Linked DNA regions of Sus scrofa: all the other regions are linked to region 1. Evidence: chromatin contacts called from public HiChIP or PLAC-seq data. All regions are on one chromosome and are shown on one strand. The core of a region is the stretch at or near the end of the contact, and the rest is flanking DNA. Distances in the headings are between cores, read along the strand shown.

Region 1 (3,930 bases), core at 887-3,386:
ATAGACTGAATGTTTGTTGTCTTCCCACTGAGCAAGGCCAGGGATCAAACCCTCAACCTCATGGTTCCTAGCCAGATTCATTAACCACCGCAACAGGACAGGAACGTCTCAACTTTTTTCTTTTTCTTTTTTTTTTTTGTCTTTTTGCCATTTCTTGGGCCCCTCCTGTAGCATATGGAGGTTCCCAGGCTAGGGGTCGAAACACAGCTGTAGCCACCGGCCTATGTCAGAGCCACAGCAACTCGGGATCCGAGCCACGTCTGCAACCCACACCACAGCTCACAGCAACGCCGGATCGTTAACCCACTGAGCAAGGCCAGGGATCGAACCTGCAACCTCATGGTTCTTAGTCGGATTTGTTAACCCCTGTGCCACGACGGGAACTCCTCAACATTTTTTTGAATGAGTTTTGGCCCAAGATCCTCTAGCTCTTGGACATGAATCATGCTGTGACAATACTCTTTGACTCAAGAACATGCCTTTTCCTTAAAATACATAGATAGGCGTTCCTGTCGTGGTTCAGTGGCGAGAAATCCAACTAGTGTTCAGGTCCGCACTTTCGGCATATGGAAGTTCCCAGGCTAGGGGTCAAACCCGAGCTGCAGCTGCCGGCCTACACCACAGCAACAGCAACTCAGGATCCGAGCAGTGCCTGTGATCCACACCACAGCTCACAGCAACGCCAGATCCTTAACCCACTGAGCGAGGCCAGGGATCGAACCCACGTCCCCATGGATGCTAGTCAGATTCATTATCGCTGAACCATGATGGGAATTCCTCTCAAATTTCCCCATTTTATAAAGACACCACTCATATTGGATGAGAGACTACACTAATAACCTCGTTTTAACTTGATTACTTTCGTAAAGACTCTACCTCTAAATAAGGTCACGTCGTGAGGTAGTGGGAGTTATCACTCCACATATCTTTTTTGCAGGGGACACAATTCAACCGATATCAGCAGTACATTGAGGGGTAAGAGTCCTGTTTGAATTCTAGCTCTGACATGTATCCATTTTGAGCCCTCATGTACCTCATTTCCTTCCCTTAGGTGAGAATAAAAATCGATCTATCAACCCCATGCTGTTCCGAGGACTTAATGAATCAGTACATGTAACACCTCGAATACTGAGTGATACAAGGCATGTTAGATATTTGTTAATTCAACAAATAGTTACTGAAACACCTATTAACTACCAGGTACTGTTCTAGGTGTTTGAGATAAAGAAGTAAACAAAACAGGCAAAGATACCCACCTTTCTGGGGCTCATAATTTTGTGGGGAAAGAAAAAAAAAATACAAAAAGTAGAACACATAGATGGTCAGAGTAGTAAGTGCTAGAAAGAAAAATAAAGCTAGAGAGTACTGGGAGTTGCAATTCTGGATCAGAAAGGGCCTCACAGATATGTCATTTGAGCAAGGACCTGACAGATGGGAGCAGAAAGTTAAGTATTTATCTGAGCTTTTAGATAGAGAACGGTTTCCCTATCTTCGCACCTCTACGTGGTGGGGGGCAGCAGGGCTATCTTGTGCACTGCAGGATGTTTAGCAGTATCTCTATTCGATGCTAGTAGTGGTGGGTAGCATCTGCTCTCCCAGTTGTGACCATCTGTTTGACAACCAAAGATGTCTCCAGACTTTGTGTGGGGGGGACAAAATCACTGCGAGTCGAGAGCCACTAAGACAGAAGGAAAATGAAAGCCCAGGGGCAGGAGAGGCCTCGGCTTGTTTGAGGCTTAGGAAGCAGGCAATAGGAGATGTAATTCAAAGAGAGAAGAAGGAACCATATACATCATCTATGACCTTGAGGCTATTCTTCAGGCAGATGGGAAGCTACTGGAGGGTTAAGAACAAAACGTCAACACAGTTTGACCCACATTTTAAAATGATCCAATTGGCTGCCACACTGAGAATAGACTGTAGGTAGAAACACAGAAATGAACAGCTCGGTCGGGAGGCTGTCTCAGTATCATTAGTTTTTCTTTTGTTTGGTCACTGATTTGGCTGGATGGTGAGGGCAGTGCTCAGAGAATTGAGCTAAGAAGTTCCGGAGAAGAAAAGAGGAAGGAGAATTAGCTTAAAAGGAAAAGGTTAAGAGTGGGCAAGATAGCTTTTTGAGGAAGTGGAAGGAAGTACTGCAAAGTCAAACTGAATGAGCAGACGGGTTGTGTAGGAAAAAGAGAGAATGGTGGGGGCCAGTTTGTGCCCAGGATCAGCGAATGCTAAAGAACTGGAGCTCTGGTCTGCAAGTTCCTTTAAAGCTTAAGCAAGGAGGAAAACTCTGCAGCAGGGTGCAGATCACAGGAGAAAGAAAGAATACTTTCAAAAGGAGTTTCCTGAAATGATGGGCAAGCAATAACAAGAACATAAGTTTAGGTGGAGGAAAAGCATGAGCACAACATTCTGAAGGAAGCAAAGTGAAGTTCTGGCCCTAAAACCTGGAATTAACTTCTACAGGGTAAGTTTTCTTGAAAGGCAAGCACACACCAATGTCTCCGCGGGGATTTGGAAATGATAGCAGACATCAAGCAAATGCCAAGCCCGCCATGAAAAGGTTTAATCTGTTCACTACTTTCTTGTAGATGGTGTCGCTCAGAGGAGGGTGGTAAATTTCTTACAGGATTTCGAAAAGTGAGAAAAACGCTGCCGAGTTTCGGCAACGAAGCAAAAAACAGGTCTGCCGCCAAAGAGCTTTTTCAGAATGGTCGTGCATTTCAACTTTTCGATTTAAAATGTCTTAGGTTTAGCAGAGCAGTGTAGGTGCACTGAACCAGCCCCACTACTTTGCAGTTGGGAGCCACAAAGCCGCCTCCTTTCGGATTTGCGAAAGGCGCTCACAAGATTCATCACCCCTTTTTCACCCAGTTAACAGAGGCGGAGGGCGGCAGCTCGGCGGGGGAGCGCATGCCACTCCATCTGCCACCCGGGGTGTGGCACTGGCTGCAGAGCTCCGGGCTGTGGACGGAGGAGGGGGTGGGGCGCTTGTGGTGTGGCGTGGGCGGGGCAGGGAGAGGGGCGGTGGGGAGCGGAGCTGAGAGACGCATCCAAGCGCCCGCCTCCGGCCCCGCCCGCCGCTGCCATCCCCGCCCCCCCGTCATCTCCCCTCTGCGGCCACCCGCTACTAGAAGCAGCCCCGGGCGGCGGTGCGACGGTCCCCGCCATGTCTGCAGCCATGAGGCAGAGGTTCGACCAATTCCTGCACCAGAAAAACTACCTGACTGACATCTTGGCCAAGATCGAGGCCAAGACCGGCGTGAACCGGAGCTACATAGCGCTAGGTAAGTGAGGGGTGGTAGCCTTCTGGGTCCCGCCGCCAACCCGGCCGGGAACAGCTGCTACATCCATGTCGCTGTGTCGGGGACAGACTTGGAGTGGGGGCGGCATCCCCGGGGACCAAACTGGGCCCCTGGACAGGCCAGGGACCAGAGAGCCCGCCGGGGCGGCCAGGTGGCCAGGCGCCCGGGGGGACGGGTACCGGCTGGCGCTGACGTGTCTGCCCCGCGGCGGAGCGCCGAGTGCCAGCGGCCGAGCGCAGGGCTGGCGCGGGGCGGCGGGGGCGCCTGCAGGAGGAAGGGCTGGCCTGGTGGCGGACTACCGGGTCCTAGCCAGACCCTATGCGTAGCTCGTCGCCGAGAACGGGTGGCCCCTCGGGAGAGGAGGGGCTGCGGGCGGGTGCTGGAATTCTGGACTCTCCAGACCGTTGCTGGAGCTGGTGCGCAGCATGGCTTGGGGGCCCCTTGCGGGAGGGAGGGCGGGAGGAGGAACACTACTGTGGGGCCTGCGGTGTATCCCAGACGGAAGGCACAGCCCCGCGAAGGCGCAGGCCCAGTCTTCACTCGGTTTGTTTTCTCCGCTGCCGAGTATCGGCCAAGCCTTGTGGTGTGGGCGGGGGCTGCCCAGCTGGAGCGCTTGTCGTGCTACCAGACCCAC
Region 2 (3,930 bases), core at 548-3,047, 56 kb after region 1:
TGGCACAGGGGAAATGAATCCAACTAGGAACCATGAGGTTGTGGGTTCAATCCCTGGCCTTGCTCAGTGGGTTAAGGATCCAGCAGCATTGCCTTGAGCTGTGGTGTAGATTGAAGACACGGCTCGGATCTGGCATGGCTGTGGCTGTGGCTAGACTGGCATCTGTAGCTCTGACTGGACCGCTAGCCTGGGAACCGCCATATGCTGCGGGTGCAGTCTTAAAAAAAAATAAAAATAAAAAGTCAATTCTTTTAGTTATGAATCCATGCCCTTCTTTTTTTAGGGCCACACCTGTGGGCATATGGAAGTTCCCAGAATAGGGATCCAATCAGAGCTGCAGCAGCGGGCCTACACCACAGCCACAGCAGCATAGGATCCCAGGCATGTCCAAGACCTACACCACAGCTCAAGGCAACAACAGATCCTTCACCCACTGAGCAAGGCCAGAGATTCAACCTGCATCCTCATGGATACTAGTCGGGTTAGTTATTGCTAAGCCACCACAGGAACTTCGAATCTGTACCCTTCTGGTTTCACCATTCTTTTCTTTTTTGATTTGTGTCATACCCATCAGAGCTGCAGCTGTGATTCCACCAGAAGTAGGGCAATGTGGGATCCTTAACCTGCCCCGCCACAATGGAACTCCTGGTTTTGCCATTAAGGAAAACACCCCAATTCTTGCTTGCTGTTCTCCTCAGGCCAACAAGTGAAAGAAAACTTTGTGTCTCTAACAGGACAACCTCCCCAGACCCTCAAGTCCAAAGATTCCAGCCTGCTTACCTTACTTATGGGAATTCGCCTCCCCTCCGCAATGGTCTTCTTGTTATTTAAATATGCAGGATAGATACAAATGAACCTGCCACAGGAAAAACCCAGCTGGCATCACTAGAGCAATATTTTCAAAAATTCATTCATTCGTCATCATTAGGACTACCGGTACACATATACTATTATTTACTTTTTTCTTTAAATTGTCTCCCCACTACTTAAAAGTAACCATTAACTTATTACTTTAGATGTTTAAAAAAAATCACTTGCTAGATAACATTTAAACAAAAAATACTGCTCAGTGAGATACAAAGTCGCTGTTGAGTTGGGTACAAATGCCTGTCAAAAATTCCCGAGGGTGGGAGCCCGCTTTCTTACACAGAACGTACGGTGTCACAGGTATAAAGGACTCGAAAGAAACCAAATAAGCCTTTCCGAACGTACTAACAATTACAAGAGATTTTTTCATTTTGTGACTACTTAACGTAATGTTGACGTAGCATCCAGAGCCCTTTGTCTCACGTACAGGTAAATAGTGAGCTACGTAAAGTCGGAAACTAGGGGCCCTGCGAACAGGCTGGCGCAGCTGGCCTGAGGGAGGCGAGGCCTGGGGTTCGGGCCGAGCTCCCCCGGCCTTTCTCGCGGCTGCTGAAGGCGCTGCAGCACCGGCGAGCTTGCCTCGGGCCTCTTCCTCTCTCCGGACCCACCTGTCCTGGTCGGCCGGGGACCGTGCGGCGGCGCAAGCCATCTTCACTCAGGCCCAGACAGTGCCAAGACACGACCAGAAGAGGAAAAAAAAACAGCGGAATCTCCACTAGGAGAGGTTCCAGGCCACCCCGTTTCCGGCGGAAGTCCAGCCCACCGAAAACGCCTACGCGACCGCGGCTTTTCACAGTCGGTCTGTTCCAGCACCTGTCCCTAGGCGCCAAGATTGCTAGTTTCTGACGTGGCGATGCAATCTCCAATTCTCGCGAGACGACCTGAGAACGCGACCAACTCCTTCCTTTCTCAAAGCCGGCCTTTGGGGCGCATGCGCGACAGCTAAACTTGGATTCCACGTTCATGCTCTTATCTGAATTCAATTCTACGCTGAGTTTTGTGCTAAACTCTCTCCCACTTGGAGTAGGGCCCTACGCCACAGTAATCTGTGAATTCCGAGCAGGTTGTTAGAGTAAGCAAATTTTTAACCGCTTTTGGGCCCTGCAGCTTGCTTTCAACTTGGCAAAAAAGCATTTTTATGGTGTGGAACTGGCTAAATTACTTGCACTGTGACTATACACCTTTCAAAACTTCTACCCTAAAATTCACTATTTTTATATATTTTAGGTTAATTGCAAAGCACTATTTGAGGATTCTGTTCCTAAACTAAACACACATTCATTCCTATTTTCTTAGCGGCTGCTTATTAAAAACAAAAACCAACAAAAAGGGGGCAAGGCAAAATAGGTATTTTCCCTTTTACGGATGAAAAAAAAAAAACAAAATAAACAAGTCTTCCCAAAAGCTTGAGTCTCAGTGATGGGTAATTTGCCCATTATCATCGTACTAATGATGGCTGAGCATAGATGCCCAGCTGGTCTGACTGTAAGCTCCTGACTTTTCTCCATCCTCTCAATTCCTGCCTCTCAATCATCCTTGTACTAGTGCCTTAGTACCAGATATAAATGTTTTACTTCTTTCTAAAGTGAACAAGAGTCCTGTAAAAAAATCTTCATGCCTGGCCAAACCAAACATGTAGGGATGAAATGAATCCAGACTTTGAAATAGATGGTTCAGGACTTCACTTTCATACTTTAGTTGCATCACAAGAAAATTCACATACTTTAAGAAAATCAACATTTTATGTTACCATAAATACGATATATAGAAAAATGTGATATATAGACAAGGTGTGAAATGAACAAGGCAGTCTTAGGTTTAATACACACATGCAGTAGTTTACAGTGGGGTTGTTTTTTCAGAGCCATGTAAGTAATTTGAGACAAAAAGACCAATATTAAAAGTGGTTATAGTTCCTGGTTTATACATAGGGACTCAATGGGGCCGATGTTTTTGAGTGGCATTCCATGCTGTAATGCCTGTTTAACTCTACACTATTGTTAAAATATTGTAGGAGTTCAAAGAGAAGGGGAGGGCGAGTGGCAATATTGTTACCACACTAATGATTATAAAACAAGTGAATACAAAGTTTTAAAATGTGGATGCTTGCGGAAAAGCGAGTTAAACTAGAGGATAAAGTGGTACACAGAAAATTGCAGAGATGATGAAAGGCCTTCAGGAATTGACCGTACTTTTTTCAAGTGTAATCAGTATTCCTCATATAGATGTGCCAATAAATTCAACCTAACAACCTTGGTTGAGGCTTTTGGGTAGGGACGGGGTTCACAAAGGTGGAAAGCAAAGATCAAGGTGGGCAGGAGAAATTTCGCTGAGATAGTTGAATAAGACTTGAAAGCAGGATGAGAGGGATTAAGGAAGAGATGTGATGTACAGTCAGCTCTCTGTATTCATGGGTTCTGCATCTGCTGATTCAACCAACCAAGGGTCAAAATATTTTTAAAAATTATTTTCAGAAAGTTTCAAAGAGCAAAACTTGAATTTGCAGCATGATGGCAACTATTTACCACTATTTACATAGTATTTACATTGTATTAGGTATTATAAACAATCTAGAGATGACTAAAATCTGCAGGAGGATATACGTAAGTTATATGCAAATACTACACCATTTTATATAAGGGAACCCCTTTGAGCCCTCATCCTGAGTGGGCCTTGACCTTAACCCCTGTTCTGTCTTTTTATCTTCCTAACTCAGTTTTAGCAAGAATCCTACTAAGTATATTAGGGTTCTTCACAGAGAACCATTACGACATATACAGATATATGAGGAGATTGTTAGAGGAACTGACTCACACCTTTATGAAAGCTGAGACATGCCACGATATGCTACCTCCAAGTGGAACCCAGGAAAGTGCAGTTTGAAGGCCTGGGAAGGGGGAGAGTTGATGGTGTTAAGTCCTGGAGTTAGGAGATCTGAAAATCTGGAGCTCCAATGTTGGAGGGCAGGAAGAGGTGGAAGTATAAGATCAAAAAAAAGAGAACTCGCCCTTCTTCACCCCATAAGTTCTGTTTGGCCCTCAGTAATTGCATGATGTCTTCCCA
Region 3 (3,930 bases), core at 625-3,124, 41 kb before region 1:
TGCCTGTAAAAAGTAGATTACCCACCTTTTCTAAATCAACCTCTATCTCCATTAACTAATACACAGTTATTGCTCACCTTCGCAAATATTACCCATATTTAACTTTTCTAACTATAAAATGCATATGCTTTATAATCTTGGAAACATGAATAATAAATAAAAATCATAATCCCACTTTTGGTACAAATTCTTCCAGTCACTTATCTATACAGACATCAAACCTCTTTTTTCTTAAGAAATTGGATATCATAGAAAATGAGTGCCTTAAGTGGTTCATTCGAGTCTCCCATATTCCAAAAGTTATCATCACAACATTATAAAGAAGTACAGTGTTGTTACTTCTTAGCAGTTGCAGAATTTGCCTATTTACTTATTCATATGTAGTTTTCTTCTGTGAGGGTATGATGTTAGACTTGATTTTCTACTACATCCACTTGTGTAAGAGAAAAAGCACAGACATGAAAGAGAAAAAGGCCTAGCTTTCAAATCTTGATTTTCTAAATTAGGATGAATGTGACCTTGTGTAAATTACAACCTCTCAGTGTGTCTCTTAGATGGAAATGGAAATAAATGCACCAACCAAACAGAGTTGTTTCTAGGATTAAATGATACATGTGAAGAGAGCAACCAGTGCCTGCCTGGCATTCAGTATTAACTCCACAAATACAGTTCTTCCCATTAAAAAAGGCGTGAATGAGACACAACTACTAAAAATCATACTTTTAGACATAAATACGGTGAAAAGCGGTTATTTTAATCAGAACTTGCACTCATTTGTAATTTAAATTACTTCGCAACCCACTTACGCCAACGAAAACTCGGGGTATTACTGCACTAAAAATATTTTCTTTTCCTGAAGTAAAATTTTAAGTCCGTTTTACACATGCTTAGCTAACTGAAAATACAGCCATCGAGAAGAATGTAGAAAATCTCTCTTGTAAAACTATACTATGAGCTAAAAGCCTGCAGTTGAGAATTTCTTTTAAGAAGGATAATTAAGGGATGAAAAAAAGAAAACGAAAATGGAACTCTAGGCTTTTTTTTCCACTTCTAATGTTAAGTTTGGGGATGAACAAGACAGCAATTCTTTATAGTAGTTTAGAGAACGCCACAGAAGAGAAGGGTAAATGTGAACTGCTCCCTCCGTAGGTCCAATGACCTGGGATCCTAAGACTTAAAAAAACTTGGGGTTTTTCAACGGCACTGGGGAATCAGGCGGAGGGGAGGAGGGGAGAATACGGTCTGTAAAAGTGAGAGCAGAAAAAGCAAAGGGAGGGGGAGGGGCAGCCCCCAAAAGCCAAAGACAGAAGCTTTGGCGAAGCGGCATTGGGAAAGAAAAATAGGGAACTAAGAAAACGAGGGAATTCCAACGCAGAGCAAGGAGGAGTGGAGGGAAACGTGAGCAATCAGGAGGCTGCGGGCAAAAGATGGGCAGTGTCATCCACGGTAAGGGTCGACCCGGGGAAGGGAGCAGCAGCAGGACCAGAAAGCCAAGACAGGATGTGGGCCCGGGTAGGAGACCCAGAGGCCTCCGGGGTCGCCGAAACTGAGAGAAAAGAAGCTGGGGGAGGAAGGGGGCCGGAGCAGCACTGGGCGCTACGGTACCTGCAGAGATCGTCCAGGACGCTGCCGGGAATCTCCACCCGTTTGGTCTCCATGATGAGGACCCACAGCAGGAGCAGTGCATCCCGGCTCCGCGCGGCCGGGGACCGAGGACACGGAACGGAGACTCCGGCTAGTCAGAAAGGGGGCAGCGGTGGCAGCGGTTCCAACGAAAACGAGAAGGGGAAGGGGCGGGACCCGCTCACTTCCGTCCGGCTCTCTCAACCCAGGACCCCGAGGCTGGGCCCGGGCGCGGGGCGGAGCCCCTGGGGCCACGCCCCTGCTCTGCTTGAAAGGCCCAATGGGAAGGCTGGAGAACCGGGAGCCTGGACAAGCTAAGCCAATGAGACATTTGTTTATTGGTCCGTCGGCTCCAATCCGCCTTCAAGCTGCTCAGTCGCTACTCAGAAAACCAACTTCCCGCCGCCTCGGACTGGGCCTTGGGGCGGGGGACAGGCGCATGCGCCCTATGCTTTCTTGGCACTACTAGAAAGTCTACAGGACTTCAATTTTACTTGTAGATCTCGAGACCATATCCGGGATGTGGGCAAGGTCTGCGCGTCCTCTTGGTGGCTGAGTAGGCTCCGACGTCTGTACTGCAGAGCCTGCAGGCCTGGTTCCTGTCACCTGATATCCCCAACACACACTCACCGCCGCCCCTAACCCCTGCAGGCTAAGGGTTATGTCTCTTTTCGCTACAAACCCCTGAAAAGAGTTTTTTAAGTTTTGTAGTGGCTCGCCTCTGTCCCTCTGCGGGCACCCAGCCCTGGCTGTGAAGACAAGGGTCTCTATCCCAGTATTTGACACACTATGAGATCACAGAAATACGAATTGATTTTTACCCAAACTCAGGAGCTTGCATTCCGCTTTCTGTATGCTCACACCACTCCAACCGGCTAGTACTCATTCCCCATCTTGCGTAATGGAGTCCAATCCATTTGGGATGAATCCTTAAAGAAACTCTGGATCCATCCATTTTTTTAACTTGCTCCTTTGCTATCAGACCCACAGGCCCACATGCACGGTCGTGAAATTTAGTCCATTCTTCGACTTAATCTCCCATCTTTTTTCTAAATTTCTGTCCAAACACACTTTGCCTTTATATCAGTTTGGGTTTTTTTTTTTTTTTTTTTCTCTCTCTTTTTTTTTTAAGGGCCGCACCTGCAGCGTATGGAAATTCCCAGGCTATGGGTCAGATTGGAGCTGAAGCTGCCCGCCTACACCACAGCCACAGCAAAGCTGGATCCCAGCAGTGTCTGCAACCTACACCACAGCTCACAGGCAACAACAGATCCTTAACCCACTGAGTGAGGCTAGGGATGGAATCTGTTTCCTCATGGATGCTAGTCAGATTCTTTCCGCTGAGCCATACTGGAAACTCCTGGTTGGCATTATTTTTCCTCACAAATCTGAGACCTCTGCCTCCATTTTTTGCCTGTACCAAACCCTGCCCAATTTTTGTTGTGTTTTGTTTTGTTCAGATATGTGCTTGTTACCATCTTTTTGGCTTCCGATACCTCCCCTGCATTATCTTCTGACATATGATCAAGCCCAAACTTGACACAGGAGCCCTATTACCATCTATTTTACTCTCCTGTTTTCCATCTTTGACCTTTGCTTTTTTACTGGAGGATTCTCCAACTTTATTTTCAAGCTGTCTATAATATTTACTTTTCTAGAATTCTTTCATTCTGCAAATGTCTCTTTGGGTTTGTTGTTTTGGGGTTTTGTTTTGTTTGTTTGCTTTTTAGGGCCGAACCCGAGGCATATGGAGGTTCCCAGGCTAGGGGTCCAACCAGAGCTCATCTGCCGGCCTAAGACACAGCCACATCAATGCAGAATCTGAGCCACGCCTGTGACCTACACCACAGCTCATGGCAATGCCGGATTCTTAACCCACTGAGCAAGGCCAGGGATCAAACCCAAAACCTCATGGTTCCTGGTTGGATTCATTTCTGGGCCATGACAGGAATTCCAAGTGTCTCTTTGTTGTGGTGTCACAGTCTTGCTTCAAAGATGCCCTATCCCTAGGGGGATATTAATACATTTTTAACATTTCCTTCTTCCTGAATAGTCTTTTATTCGTCTCAGTTGCTTTTTCCTATTAATTTGGTGTCCACCTATCATATTAGAAGTTTTCTGGTGGTCCTCAACTATTCACTCATACTTAAGAGTAAGTATGGAACTAAAAAACTGAAGGCAAGTGCTATAAAAGCTGATCAGAAACTCCCAGCATGCAAGTGGGACTTGTTTTCCAAGAGCTTCACAGTAGGATTATCTGACTGGGCTATTGGTTGGGAACACATGGAGTCAGTATCTGTAGGTCAG

Evidence for each region. HiChIP or PLAC-seq counts read pairs in DNA pulled down with a chosen protein or histone mark.
Region 2: an H3K27ac HiChIP or PLAC-seq map of skeletal muscle shows a contact between it and region 1. The contact joins the promoter of SRP19 here to the promoter of REEP5 in region 1. A contact is called at or near these places in 1 of 5 promoter capture datasets (fetal liver), 2 of 47 Hi-C or Micro-C datasets (alveolar macrophages and liver) and 2 of 2 datasets of contacts at active chromatin or transcription factors (alveolar macrophages and skeletal muscle).
Region 3: an H3K27ac HiChIP or PLAC-seq map of alveolar macrophages shows a contact between it and region 1. The contact joins the promoter of DCP2 here to the promoter of REEP5 in region 1. A contact is called at or near these places in 7 of 47 Hi-C or Micro-C datasets (alveolar macrophages, blood, epiblast stem cells and 1 more) and 2 of 2 datasets of contacts at active chromatin or transcription factors (alveolar macrophages and skeletal muscle).

Annotation. Positions count from the first base shown.
Region 1 is chr2:116,843,545-116,847,474 of Sscrofa11.1, forward strand. REEP5 (receptor expression-enhancing protein 5) reads left to right here and starts at 2,137. Exons shown (of 5, transcript XM_003480887.4): 1 at 2,137-3,278. The coding sequence starts at 3,161.
Region 2 is chr2:116,899,704-116,903,633 of Sscrofa11.1, forward strand. SRP19 (signal recognition particle 19 kDa protein) reads right to left here and starts at 1,798. Exons shown (of 5, transcript XM_003480890.4): 1 at 1,476-1,798; 2 at 781-856. The coding sequence starts at 1,516.
Region 3 is chr2:116,802,819-116,806,748 of Sscrofa11.1, forward strand. DCP2 (m7GpppN-mRNA hydrolase) reads right to left here and starts at 1,875. Exons shown (of 11, transcript XM_003123832.5): 1 at 1,606-1,875. The coding sequence starts at 1,658.